2 separate regions of the Callithrix jacchus genome follow, and region 2 is linked to region 1. A link is a contact called in public Hi-C data. All regions are on one chromosome and are shown on one strand. The core of a region is the stretch at or near the end of the contact, and the rest is flanking DNA. Distances in the headings are between cores, read along the strand shown. Region 1 holds the start of LOC144579124. Region 2 holds the start of XPO1 (exportin 1).

Evidence for each region. A called contact is a pair of places that touch in the nucleus more often than the background predicts.
Region 2: a contact with region 1 is called in a Hi-C map of skeletal muscle, with 3 times the contacts expected there. The contact joins the promoter of XPO1 here to the promoter of LOC144579124 in region 1. A contact is called at or near these places in 2 of 3 Hi-C or Micro-C datasets (both in skeletal muscle).

What each region holds. Positions count from the first base shown.
Region 1 is chr14:52,357,301-52,364,423 of calJac240_pri, forward strand. LOC144579124 reads right to left here and starts at 3,425. Exons shown (of 4, transcript XM_078348366.1): 1 at 3,419-3,425. The coding sequence starts at 3,425. It also overlaps the pseudogene LOC118147314.
Region 2 is chr14:52,581,883-52,589,005 of calJac240_pri, forward strand. It overlaps XPO1 (exportin 1), which reads left to right and starts at 4,435. Exons shown (of 25, transcript XM_035272482.3): 1 at 4,435-4,502.

The sequences.
Region 1 (7,123 bases), core at 2,175-4,674:
AATGTCACATAAAAACTGGAATAATTCAGAACTTTGGAGTGGGATTCATTTATGATTCATAAGTTATATGGTGGAGTTTGACTTGCAAGAAATTACACCATAAGGCCAGGTGCATTGGCTCATGTCTGTAATCCCATCATTTTGGGAGGCTGAGGCGGGCAGATTGCTTGAGCTCAGGAGTTCAAAACCAGCCTGGGTAACATGGTGAAACCCTGTCTCTACAAAAAAAAAAAGTAACCGGGAATGGTGGTATGCACCTGTAGTCCTAGCTACTTAGGAGACTGAGGCAGGAGGATTGCTTGAGCCTGGGAGGTCGAGGCTGCAGTGAGCTGTGATTGTGCCACTACACTCCAGCCTGGGTGACAGACCGAAACCCTGTCTAAAAAAATTTTTTTTAATAAAAATAAAGTACACAATGAAACATATATAAGGTTTAGTGTTAGCTATTTGGCTCAGTTTTGAATGACGAAAAAAGAAAACCCCAAAATAACAGTAGCTTACATCATATATGTCTGTTTTCCTCTTATATAGAGTAGGAAGTAAGTGCTCCAAGATGGATATGGTGCTTCATTGTGTCAGGAACCCAGTTTTCTTCTTTCTGATACTCTGCCTTGCATAACCTTAATTTCTTCCTAACTCTCTCATGATCCAAAATGGCTGTAAAATAGCTCCAGTCATCTCAGGAAGAAGGAAGGGTAAAGGAGAAAGCATACAATTCCTCTTTTAAGGACACTCCCTGAAAGCCATACATAGTATTTCTGCTTTTATCTTTTTGGCCAAAACATAGTCACGAGGGTACACCTTGCCAAAGGGCTTCGAGATGTATTTATATTCTGGGCAGTTATACCCACCTAAAAATTGAGGATTGTTACCACTGAAAGAGGAAGAATTATTTTGAGGGTCAAATAGTATTCGCTGCCACAGGAATGTGCCCTTAAGAAATCCTTATGTTGTAAATAGCAGAAACTAAATTAAAATGAGCATAAACAAAAAAGAATGCATAGATAGACAGACAGATGCTTATTTAACTAAAAAGACCAGACGTGGCAGGGCACAGTGGCTCACGCCTGTAATCCCAGCACTTTGGGAGGCTGGGGCAGGTGGATCCCAAGGTCAGGAGTTCAAGATCAACCTGGCCAAGATGGTGAAACCCCATCTCTACTAAAGATAAAAAAATTCTCGAGGCGTGGTGGCCCAGACCTGTAATCCCAGCAACTCAGGAGGCTGAAGCAGGAGAATCGCTTGAACTTGGGTGGCAGAGGGTGCAGTGAGCCAAGATTGCACCACTGCACTCCAGCCTGGGCAACAGAGTGAGACTCCATCACACACACACACACACACACACACACACGCACACACACGCACACACACACAAAGACCTGAGGTAAAGGAAGCTTTAGAGCTAATTTGAGTCAGGGGATTTTAATGTCATAATGTACCTGATATAGTTTGGGTGTTTGTCCCCATACAAATCTCATGTTGAGATGTAATCCACATATTGGAGGTGGAGTCTGATGGGAGGTGTCTGGTCATGGAAGTGGATTCCTCATGGCTTGGTGCTATATTTGCAGTAGTGAGAACTCACGAGATCTGGTTAAGTGTATGGAACTCCCCGCCCCACTACTCCCTCTTCTTTGTGCTTTTGACAGTGACATGCCAGCTCCCTCTTCACTTTTCACCGTAAGTAAAAGCTCCCCGAGGCCTCCCCAGAAGCTGAGCAGATACCAGCACCATGCTTCCTGTGAAACCTGCAGAACCATGAGTCAATTAAACCTCTTTTCTTCATAAATCACCCAGTCTCAATAGTCCTACTCCCCAGCTAAAGCCACAGGTTGATTTATGTTCTGCTAAAAAACACATTGTTTATAGTGATTCAATATTTGTAAGATATATGATAGGAAAAAACAACAAAAAGAAAACACTAAAATGTTAACAGCAGTTAACTCTAACCAGTGGATTAGTGATAATTTTTTGCTCCTTTTTATCTGTATTTTCTAATGTGCTTGCCTAAACATCTAATTATTTTAAAACTTTTTAGAAAAAAAATGTACATTTTCAATTTGTCTCTTCCTTAAAATACAGTATGTAATTATATTCAAACTTGTGCAATTTTGCATTTCATCTAAAACAAAATTCCCTCTAAGAATAGTAAAAGACTCTAGTATCTACAATTAAGAGGATTTAAAAACTATAATAATGGTGGCCAGTGGGTCAATATTGCCTAACACAAAGGTTCCATCACTGAATTATGTAATTTATTTCAAGTCAAACAGGTCCTTAAGCCTGAAGCATTTCTTACATGAACATATTATTTTTCTTTTAAACATGATTCTCCACCTAGTCCAGAAATCTTTGACCTGGAAGCCTTACCCGGTTTCCCGGTCTCCAGTGAAGGTGTTACTCTACCAAAATGTGGTCATTCTTGTCTACTCTTTGGGACTCCAAATGTTAGACTTTTACAGCAGGTACTAATCACCATAAAGTTAGATAATTAGCCAAAGGGAGCAGAATGAAGTTTACATCACTTACAATTGTTTTTAAGTTTCCTAACAAATCAAGGGTTTTTACAGATAAACTACAAAGGCTTTAAAGATCTCACATCAGGCCAGGCATGATGGCTCACGCCTGTAATCCTAGCACTTTAGGAGGCTGAGGCGGGCAGATCACCTGAGGTCAGGAGTTCTAGACTACATGGACTAGTTCTAGACTAGCCTGGACAACATGGCGAAACCGTCTCTACTAAAAATACAAAAACTAGCTGGGCGTGGTGGTGCGCTCCTGTAGTCCCAGCTACTCAGGAGGCTAAGGCAGGATAATCACTTGAACCCGGGAGGCAGGTTGGAGTAAGCCGAAATCGTGCCGTTGCACTCCGGCCTGGGAGACAGCCAGACTCCATCTCAAACAAAACAAAACAAAAAACCGGGCCCGGTGGCTCATGCCTGTAATCCCTGCACGTTGGGAGGCCCAGGCGTTTGGATCACGAAGTCAAAAGTTCGAGACCAATCTGGCCAACACAGTGAAACCCCGACTACTAAAAATACAAAAATTAGCTGGGCATGGTGGCGCGTGCCTGTAGTTTCAGGCACTCGGGAGGCAAAGGCAGGAGAATCGCTTGAACCCAGGATGCGGAGGCTGTGGTGAGCCGAGATCGCATCACTGCACTCCAGTCTGGGTAACACAGAGAGAATCGGTCTCAAAAAAAAAAAAAAAAAAAATCTCGCATCAACACTCCTACGCAAATGTCTCCGCTATTCATTCAATAACTGGTCATCAACCTCCACCCCAGACACAGCTGTCAGGTCTATCTGGTTTCCAAGTAATTGGGTCGATGACCCTCACGAGGAAAGAGCCTGTCAGTCTCCAAGGCCTCTCCACCCAACACTCCCTCAGCGGTTTCGCGGTTCCGCGCGGTCTTTACCCGGCATGTTCCGGGTATCGATCCCACCCCACCCTAGGCTAAGTCGGGAACGGCCGGCAGCTGACACGAACTTTCTGCCGGGCCGCCTTTCTCCCTTCGCCTTCCGCAGTGTCACACCCGCCAAGGGCTAGGTCTTGTAGAAGGGCCTCTCTGGATTACGGCGGCGGTTACTCATGGGTGAAGATTTACGCGCGTGCTTCCGGAAGGCACACATTACTCCCCTTGCTCCGCCCAGTTTAGAGACCTGCGCACCCGCAAGGGCGTGAGAGAAGCGCCAACGCGCGGGGACCCCCTGCACACGCGCGCACTTCCGCCGGCGTTCCGCCGTTGCGCCGCTGCAGGCCAATCAAATAGTGCCTTGCCTCTACGCCCCCGGCTCCGCTGAACTTCCGTCCTTGTTTCAGGACGATTTTGGGAACACAATAGTTCCCCTCGCCGACGTTCCCTTAGGGGCGTTGCCACATGTCGTCACCCATGGAAACGGCTGTCCGCGGGGCGGACTCCAAGCCTCGCCTGTGTGAACTGGCTGTTTTTCGTTTCCAAGAGAAAACTGTCACCCCGCCCACCTCCAACCTCCCCCCAACACCTCAGGATGGAAACGCCGCTCTCAGGTGAATGAGAAATGTTCTGATACAGAAAAAAGGAGTTCGTGTTTCTTTCAGAAGGTGACCGTTTTCCTCGTGAGGTCACGAGCTGTCCGTCCGATGCCCATAATTCCCGAGGCCCGGCGTGGCGTGTTTCCGGTCGCGGGGCTCTTCGGAGAGCTGCGGGGCGAGGCGCGGGCGACCGGGGGCGTCAGCGAGCCCGTGTTGACCTGCTCTCGCCGGCTAGTGTCCTCCCAGTGCCCGTCTCCCCTAGCGAAGTAATAGTGTCCTGTGTTTCCTGATTGTAAAAACAGTGCTTTTAAAAAAATGCCTGCTCCCGGTAAGAGGAGCAATAGTTCAGTAGTACATACATGTTTATAAAAGAAGCTTAAACTCTCATTATCGCCACCATGGATATTACCATTAGCGTATTGCTACATAAATTTAGAGTTTTCATAATACACGTAAAGGTGTTTGGTTTTTTAAAATAGAAAATGTAAGCAAGTTATTTCCCGGTAATGTCTTTGCAGGTAAATTAAAATACCGCTTACTTTTTTTTTTTTTTTTCGAGAAAAATTTAAAAATGTCTTGCCCTGTTGTTGCCCAGGCTGGTCTTGAACTCCTGGCCTCAAGTTATCCTCCCACCTCAGCTTCCTCAAGTTCTGGGATTGAGGGCATGAACCACCGGGTCCAGCCTACAGAATCATTTTTAATGGCTGTGTGGATGTCATAATTTGTTCAACCATTCCCTAAGTTGTTGGACTTTTCAACCATTTCCAGCTTTTCACTTCTACTTAGATGAATATTCTTATATGTAAATCTGTACAGGTCCCTGATTATTTTCTTACAATAAATTCATATAAATAAAATTACTGGATCAAGGAAAATGCAGGTTTATAAGATTCTAGACGATGTTACCAGACTCTGCCCTAGAAACATATTTATTTACTACTTTTCCATTAACAGTATGAGAACACGAATATTCTGTCTGCACCTCCTTGGTAATCTTAGAGATTGCCAATCTTTGTGATCTTTATCATCTCTTTTAAAAAGACTCTTGTTTTAATTTGCATTTTGTTGCGTACATATAAAACTGAACATCTTTCATATAATTATTGGCTCTATTTTTGGGAATTGCGAGTTCGTGACTTCTGCCTATTTTTAAAATGAAGTATTAACATTTTAGAAATTACAGGTGCTTTTTGTATATTAGAAATAACTTTAACTGAGATATTTACAAATATTTTTCTTGTTTTTTAAGTTCATCTTTTAATATTGACTGTTTTCTTTTTTCCTTTTACTGAAGGAAATTTTTAATTTTTATGTAGGTATATCTAATGAGTCATTTCTTTTGTTTCTAGCTTTGATGTCATGCTTACCTTTATTTTCTTCTAGCATTTTTAGGGTTTAAAAAAAATAATTCTCTGGGCGAGGACGGTGGCTCATGCCTGTAATCCCAGCACTTTGGGAGGCCGAGGCGGGTGGGATCACAAGGTCAGGAGTTCAAGACCAGCCTGGCCAAGATGGTGAAATGCTGAAAAATACAAAAATTAACCGGACATGGTGGTGGGTGCCTGTAATCCCATCTACTCAGGAGGGTGAGTCAGAGAATTGCTTGAACCCAGAAGTCAGAGGTTGCAGTGAGCTGAGATTGCACTCCAGCCTGGGCGACCCAGCGAGACTCCGTCTCTAAATAAATAAATAAATAAATAAACATAATACTTCTCTGGGGAAGGTGGCTCACGCTTGTAATCCCAGCACTTTAGGTGACTGAGGTGGGTGGATCACCTGAGGTCGGGAGTTTGAGACCAGCCTGACCAACATGGAGAAACCCCGTCCACTAAAAAATACACAATTTGCCAGGCATGGTGGTGTATGCCTGTAATCCCAGCTACTCAGGAGGCTGAGGCAGGAGAATCGCTTGAACCCAGGAGGCCGAGGTTGCCATGAGACAAGATTGCAACATTGCACTCCAGCCTGGGCAACAAGAGCAAAACTCCATCTCAAAATAATAATAATTCAATATTTACTGCATCTGAAGTTTATAAGGAGTAAGGGAAGACTCTAATTTTTTTTTTTCTAAATGACTTGCTGATTGCCCCATACCATATGTTAAATACTCAGTTTTCCCTACTGATTTAAAATGGTACCTTTATAAAATGCAGCTGGCCCTCTTTATCTGTGGATTCTGCATCCATGCAGTCAACCAACCTTGGATTGAAAATAATCCAGGAGAACAAAAGGCATGGTTTCATCTGTACTGAACAGGTACAGACTTTTTTTTTCTTGTCATTATCATGTAAACAGTGCACTATAACAACTATCTGCATAGCATTTACATTAAATTAGGTAATGTAGAGTATAATCACTCTGGATTATAAGTAATCTAGAGTGACTTAAAGTATACAGGAGGATGGATGTGCGTAGGTTATATGCAAATACTGCATCTTATGTAGTGGACTTGGTCATCCTCAGATTTTGTTATCCATGGGGGTTCCTGGAACCAGTCATACACAGATAACAAGGGATGACTGTACTAAATGTCCATATGTACTTTTTCTGCTTCATTGGTTTATCTGTTACTGGGCAATAATACTGTTTTAACATACTTTTAGATTATTTAAAAATTTCTGATTGTATTAATCTCTGCTTACTAGTCTTTAAGAATTGTCTTTAAAAATGTATTTAATATACATAAAATATAATTTTGTAATACATGTAAGTTTAAAAGTATAATAATATGAAGCCAACCTCAACCTAACCTAGAACATTACCAATAGCGGATAAATCTGTGTGATCTTCCCAGGATGGCAGAGGATATCCCTGCCATCCTCTCCAGAGATATATTATTTCTTCCATGGTAACTTTAAACTTTGTCAAATTAAAAAAGAATTGTAATTTTGATTGTGATTGCAGCACTTTTATTGATTAATTTAGGGGAAATGGATATCTTTTTTAAAAGTAATGAATACTTCTGTAGTTTCTACAAAGTGCTTTATTTGTGTTATTTAATCCACACAACTCTATTAATCACCCTCATTTTACAGTTGGGGTAACTGAGGCATAAAGAAATAGAATAATTTGTCCAAAGTCAAGCTGCTAATAAGTGACAAGGTCCAAA
Region 2 (7,123 bases), core at 3,185-5,684, 230 kb after region 1:
CTTGAACCTGGGAGGCGGAGACTGCAGTAAACTGAGATCACGCCATTGCAATCCAGTCTGGGCAACAAGAGTGAATCTCAATCTTCAAAAAAAAAAAGATACCCCAGAAAGCTCTCTAGCCTTTTTTTTTTACCTTTGCAAGAGAGTACAGGAAGAACTCATCCATCTGCAATCCTGAAGAGGGTCTTTGCCAGAACCTAAACCATGCTGACACCCTGGTTTCAGACTTCCAGCCTCCAGTAATGTGAGAAATAAATGTTTAAGCCACCCAGATCACGGTACTTTATTAGAGCAGCCCAAACTGACTGTTACAGCAGACCTATAACCCCATTTCATTATTTTTATATTTGGCCTACAAGTACTTCAACAAAACAGCTATAGCTTCCTCTGTCCTGTCCGAGAATGGTACAGGTTAAGGGATACTTCTCTCATTTCTCCAGGAGTAAGAGAATCTTGGGATCCATTGTTGAATGTCACCCCATAGAACTGTACAGACTTCTCAGACTGTCAAACTTCAACTCCTAGATTTAGCAGCTTTGTCACATATTCTTTCAGTATGTTCTCAAAAAGGCAGCAACTCACCTGCAGGCAACTACTGATTCTGCTCCTGATTGATTTGAGGTTTCACAGACAATGTAGGTTTCCAAGATCCTCTCCATGAGCATGTTAAGTGAGGACTTACTGTATTTGCATATACTGTATTTGTACACTTCCCGTTACACTTTAATCTCACCCCTTTTTAGCTGGGGACTCTACATAGATTATTTACTGATGTCTTGGTGATATAGGGAGCTTAACATCAGACAGAATACTCATTAATTTTTCATAAACAGTCTCGACACTGAATTGAGCCTGACAGAAATAGGGGTGCAACCCAGACTTCATCTTCCCAGGTCTATTTTTTCTTGAAGAGAATATCCTATTGGGTGCCGTGGCTCACACCTGTAATCCCAGCAATTTGAGAGGCCAAGGTGGGCAGATCACGGAGGTTGGGAGTTTGAGACCGGACTGACCAACATGGAGAAACCTCGTCTCTACTAAAAATAAATTAGCCAAGCGCAAGCCTGTAATCCCAGATACTCTGGAGGCTGAAGCAGGAGAATTGTTTGAACCCAGGAGGTGGAGGTTTCGGTGAGCCGAGTTTGCACCATTGCATTCCAGCCTGGGCGACAAGAGCAAAACTCTGCCTCCAAAAAAAAAAAAAGAAAAAAGAAAAGAAAGGAAGAGTATCCTGACCAGGCCAGGTGGCGCAAGCCTATAATCCCAGCACTTTGGGAGGCTGACGCAGAAGGATCACTTGCCTACAGGAGAATCAGCCTGGGTAACATGGCAAAACCCCTTCTCTGAAAAAGATAATACAAAAACTAGCCAGGTGTCGTGGCATGTACCTGTAGTCCCAGCTACTCAGGTGGCTGTGGCAGGGAGGATCCTTTCAGCCTGGGAGGTCCAGGCTGCAGAGAGCCTGGGTGAAACATGGTAAGATCCTTTTTGAAAAAAAAAAAAAAAAAAAAATCCCAGCTGGTTTTAGCATCATATACAATCATACTTTTGTCTGAATTAGATTGGTAATTTTTTTTGAGACAGGGTCTCGCTCTGTCACCCAGGCTGGAGTGTGCAGTGGCACACTCATCACCACAGCTCATGCAGCGTCAGCCTCCCGGGCTCAAGTAAGCTATCCTTTCACCTCAGCCTCCTGACTAGCTGGGACTACAGGCACATGCCACCATACCCAGCTAATTATTATATTTTTGGTAGAGACCAGGTTTCACCATGTTGCCCAGGCTGGCCTCCAACTTCTGGGCTCAAGTGATACTCCAACTTTGGCCTCCCAAAATGCTGGAATTAGAGGCCTATGGTAAAACTGATTTTGTTATACATCCTTGTGGGTTTTGTTGTTGTTGTTTGTTTTTGAGAAAGAGTCCTGCTCTGTTGCTCAGGCTGGACTTCAGTAGCGCAATCTCAGCTCACCGCAGCCTCTGCCTCTCGGGTTCCCCGTATTCTCCTGCCTTAGCTTCCTGAGTAGCTGGGATTACGGGTGCCCACCACTACGCCAGGCTAATTTTTGTATCTTCAGTAGAGAAGGGGTTTCACCATGTTGAGCAGGCTGGTCTCAAACTCCTGACCTCATGTGATCTGCCTACCTTGGCCTCCCGAAGCACTGGGATTACAGGCGTGAGCCACCATGCCTGGCCTATCCTTGTGTTTAAAGTTGAAGTTTCCAAGATCCTCTCCATGAGCATTAAGTGAGGATTTACTGTATTTGCATATACTGTATTTGTACACTTCCCATTACACTTTAATCTCAAGATTGTTTATAATACCTTATATGACTTAAAGTTTACATCATATATATTGTGTACCTTATACAATGTAAATGCTATGTAAATAGTTGTTTTATGGCATTGCGTTTTAATTTATTTTTATTGTTGTATTATTTTTTTGAGAGGGAGTCTCACTCTGTCACCCAGGCTGGAGTGCCATGGTATGGTCTCGGCTCACTGCAACCTCTGCCTCCCGGTTTCAAGCCATTCTCCTGCCTCAGCCTCCTGAGTAGCTGGGATTACAGGTGCTGGACACCACGCCCAGCTAATTTTTGTATTTTTTTAGTAGAAACAGGGTTTTACCATGTTAGGCAGGCTGGTCTCTTGTGATCTGCTTCCCTTGGCCTCCCAAAGTGCTGGGATTACAGGTGTGAGCCACGTGGCCCAGCCTATATCATTATTATTTGAATATTTTTGAATATTTTCCACCGAGGGCTGGTTGAAACTGAGGATGGGGAACCATGGATACAGAGGGCTAACTGGACATCATATATCATACATAGTACATTATATATATGTATATACGTATGTGTATATATACACATATGTGTATGTATATACGTATGTGTATATGTATATACACATACGTATTATACACATACGTATATACGTATGTACATACGTATGTGTATAATACGTATATACCTGTGTATGTATGTATACATATGTATATATGCATGTGTACATATGTATATACATATGTATACACATCTATAATGTATATACACATATACGTATGTGTGTGTATATATATATACGTATGTATATGTGTATATATATACGTATGTATATGTGTGTGTATATATATATATATATATATATCAGAGAGTTGGACGTTGCAGTGAGCTCGAGATGGCGCCACTGTACTCTAGCCTGGGCGACGAGCAAGACTCCTTCTCAAAAAAAAAAAAAAAAACTTAGGTCTGAAAATCATCCCAAATCATTCTGGTACACCTAAGAATTGAGTTGTTGGGGTTTTCTTTATTGGAGGGGGAGTTAGAATAAGTAATGCTTTGGTTAGCCATAGTCCATCGTAAGTGAACATTTGCTAAGGAAAATTTTATTAATTTAATAAACCATTTATCCACGTCTTGGTGGCACAATGAGCCTAGTAAATTTTGGTAGGCTATTTGCTCTTAAGCGTACAACAATCTGTAAAGCTGATTTGGAGGACACTTGGGAACAAATCAGAGAGGCAACCACGTCAAAGGCCACATGCATGTGACTTTCACAGAAAATACTATTTGGTGATTTAGTACGTGAAGGGCATCTAGGGTAAAAGAAATATCTGAGTGTGGCAGATCAAGGGCACCAGGTGGGAAGCAGTTGGCATGAAAGCTCACCCAGCCAAAACATGCACTGTTAAACCACACTTGGAATTGCAGTGTTTTGGTTTTCAGGAAAGGTTGTTGAAGCGGCCAAATTCCAGCCCGGGGAGACAGAGTTGAAATTTTAAGACTTTCCCAAGAAGTATTTCGATATCTTTTCCAAGACCCTGAAAACATCACAAGGCGCCAAAAATGCACACTCTGCGCGTCACCCCAACCTTTCTCTCTCAGCTACCTGGCCCCGAACCCAGGCCTCTAAAATGGATGAGAGGTCTGGGGCCTACCTAGGAAGTGTTCTTTTCGCTACTTTCTCCACCCCGCTTTGAGTTCTAAACAACTGGGTGTCTCCTCCCTTTTCCGAACGCAGCCCCCATCTGAGGGGCGGATCCTGATTCCCGCTGGCTCAGGCCCCGCAGGTTGGCGGGACCCGGTAGGGATAGGCCAGCCGAGTCCGGGGGAAGCAAAGCGAACGCTACCGCGCGCAGCGATCAAACTCGCGCCGCCACACGCTCACGAGCTGCGCCCCACCCTCTCCGTCACCGAAGGCGCCCAGCCAATGAGCCGGCGGGAAAGGCCGGGCCTGCGAACTAGACACTGGGAGGGGGAGGGCTGGAGGGGGAAGGGAAGTCGAGGGCGGGCTGTGTTTGATTGACAGCTCGTTCTAACCAACCCTCCACGCGGATTTTCTTCACTCTCTTTTTCTACTCAGCCAGACTCTTCGTCCCACCTCCTCCTCCTCCACCCCTCTCCTCTTGCTTTTCGACCCGTCCCACTTCCCCTCCCCCATTCTGCGGGCAAATCGCTGCTGAAAAGAGGCGGGGGCCGGAGCGGCGGGCTCGTGTGGAGACTTGAGGTGGGATTGACTGGCTCTCGGACCAACGAGAGATAGGCTCATGGCGTGGCTGTGGCTGGAACTGACCAATAGCAGGGCGGGCTGGGGGCGGAGGCCCAGGTTCCAAACGCTCCGCGGCGCCATGGGCTGAAAACTCAACCGAGATGGAATCTCCCAGTCTGAACCGGTTTCAACCGGTTCCGAGTTTGAGGCACTAGAAGGAGGGGGAGAAGCGGCTGCAGCGGCCGCGGCAGGAGCAGCGGGAGCTACAGCATCAGCAAGAGCAACAGTAGCTACAGCCCCGGCGGCCGTGCCTGTTCCAGTCTTTGCTGCTGCAGTCCGTGCAACCACCCAGAGGGGGAGGGGGAGCCACCAGTCGCTGAGGAGCAAGAGAAGGGGGGAAAGTTTAGGCGAGCCTGTGGGGGGGCCCAGCGCCGGAGCCGCGTGAGAGAGGGAGCCGTGTTTTGGTAGGGGGGGAGTCGGACTGCAGCTGGCAGCAGAGCGTCCCCCCGGCCGTGTGGACTCTACACCCCCTACTCCTGCCACTTCTGTTGCTGCCTGTGGCTGGAGGGTCCCCCTTGGGCTGAATCTTCAGGACTTGACCCCGTTCCCTCCCCCTTCCCTCACTCCTAGCCAGGCGGGAGCGTTTATTCCTCCTAATTCCCCTTGTTTTTGGGGGGGGGGCGGGTGGGTGTGTGTGTTGTGGGGAAGCGTCCCTGAAATAGTAAATATTATTGAGCTTTTTTTTTTTGCCCTTTTCCTCTCCGTTTTTGAAATTTCCTTTTTTAAGGTGGGAAAACTGTGAAACCCACCTTGATTCGTCCCCTTTCCCCCCTCCCCACCTTCCCTCGCCCTAATCCCCCAACAAGGAAGGAAGGAGCAGTTGGTTAAATCTCTGGGTAAGTCGACTGTGTCTTCGGGGCCGAGGGTCGGGCGGCGTCGCGGACGGGCGGGAGGAGGCCGGCGTGGGGCGCGGCGGCTGTAGTCGCCGCGGGAAGCGAGCCCGGGAGGCGGCGGGCGGGCCGGGGGCGCGCCGGGCCCACGATGGAGCCTGCGATTGAATGGAGCCGCTTTTACCGCTGGGGGATGGAGGCGGGGAGGGGAGCGCTTGCTGGGTCATTCGTGTGTGCGGGTGGCGGCGGAGGAGGACGAGGAGCGTGATAGTTAAGCGGGGCGCCTCGCGAAATGGAAGGGCTTCCTCAGCCCCACGGCTTGGGGAGAAGTTGGGGTGATTTCAGGAACATCTCTGTAAATTATTAGGAGTGGAAGTTTCCAGAAATATTTAGTGCAGCAGCATTGAAACGTCCGCCTGCATCACGTGGCCCCCTCGGTGGAGAGCTTGGGATGGGGGAGGGAGGGGCTGCCGACTCCCTGTTCCTCCGGCAAGGAAACTCGAAAGCTCTCCGGGTTTTTGCGGAGTGGCATGTGAAGTAGGAAAGATAAATTTTTCAGGGACCTGCACGTGGGATTCCGTCTTACAGTTTCTTTTCAGGGGTTTGAGTGTGATAAGTTGGTTAAACCATATGCTGCTGGCCTTGTACAGTGTAGGATGCCCTGATTCTCCTTCATTCCGATGTCTGAGTTTAGGGTGGGTGGGAGGAAGTGGTGTAGTAGAGGAAGCATTCGGTACTGGCTCAGCCCGGACCTCCTCTGATCACGCCGAGGCCATGCTGCTCAGAGAAAGGGGCGGTGAACTTAAGGCGCCTGGTCTAAATGCCTCCTCCGAGTATGGGCGGGGTGAGTGCGTGCTCCCCTGTGCTATAGTTAGAAGTGCAGCCGATCGGTTCGGGTGGGAAGCCAGGGGAGGGCGGGCCCTAGTGAGGTGTGTTTCTCCTGAATGAAGCAGGCGATTGCCCACACACCTAAGGAGAAGTCTTTTGCTTTGTTGCGACTTTTTTTTTTTCCTAGTGTGAAGTTGGATTAAGCAACGGTTATAATTTTCTGGTTTTTGGATAAGAACTGGCATTGGGGGTCACTTGTAGAGTTACAGCATCCATAAACTGGTTAATCCCTAGTGTATGCTGTCCAGTGAGTGGATTTTAGGATTGAAAAGCCCAACGAGAAAAGAGCGTTCATGGTTACACCTCTCCCACTATGGTTGTTTGCTTGTATATCTTAAGTGTGGGATGCTGCTGTTAGTGGAAAGAATGTTTCGGAAGCGTTTTGATTTGGGGGACTAAATGTGCTTGGCATTGACCACAAAGCCGCCATTTCTGTACTACGTACAGTTCAAGAATAGGTAGGTTATTTCGAAGACAGCCGCTAGTTCTAAGGATGGCAAATTACTGTATTGAAACCCTTCTATTCCAAATCTCGTTTTTCACACCAAAATCTAATTCGTAGAACTCTGTAAGGACAGTGTATTTGAAAGTGAAACTTTGAAGAGAGTCATTTTCTTAATCTTTTTTTGTTTTGGCATTAAACTGTGGTAGGAGTAAATAGGTGAAAAGTTTGTTCATTTTTTTTTTTAACCGAAGTATTTGGAAATTTTTGATACATAGATCTTGGTGCTTTGTGGACATTGCTTTTAAGCCTCAAATATTAAGATTGTTCTGATCTTTTAAATTTTATGGTACTTGAAGGTGGAGGAGAGTTTACACATTTATTTGTGAAATGTGTATTTCCTCAGTATTTAGATCTCG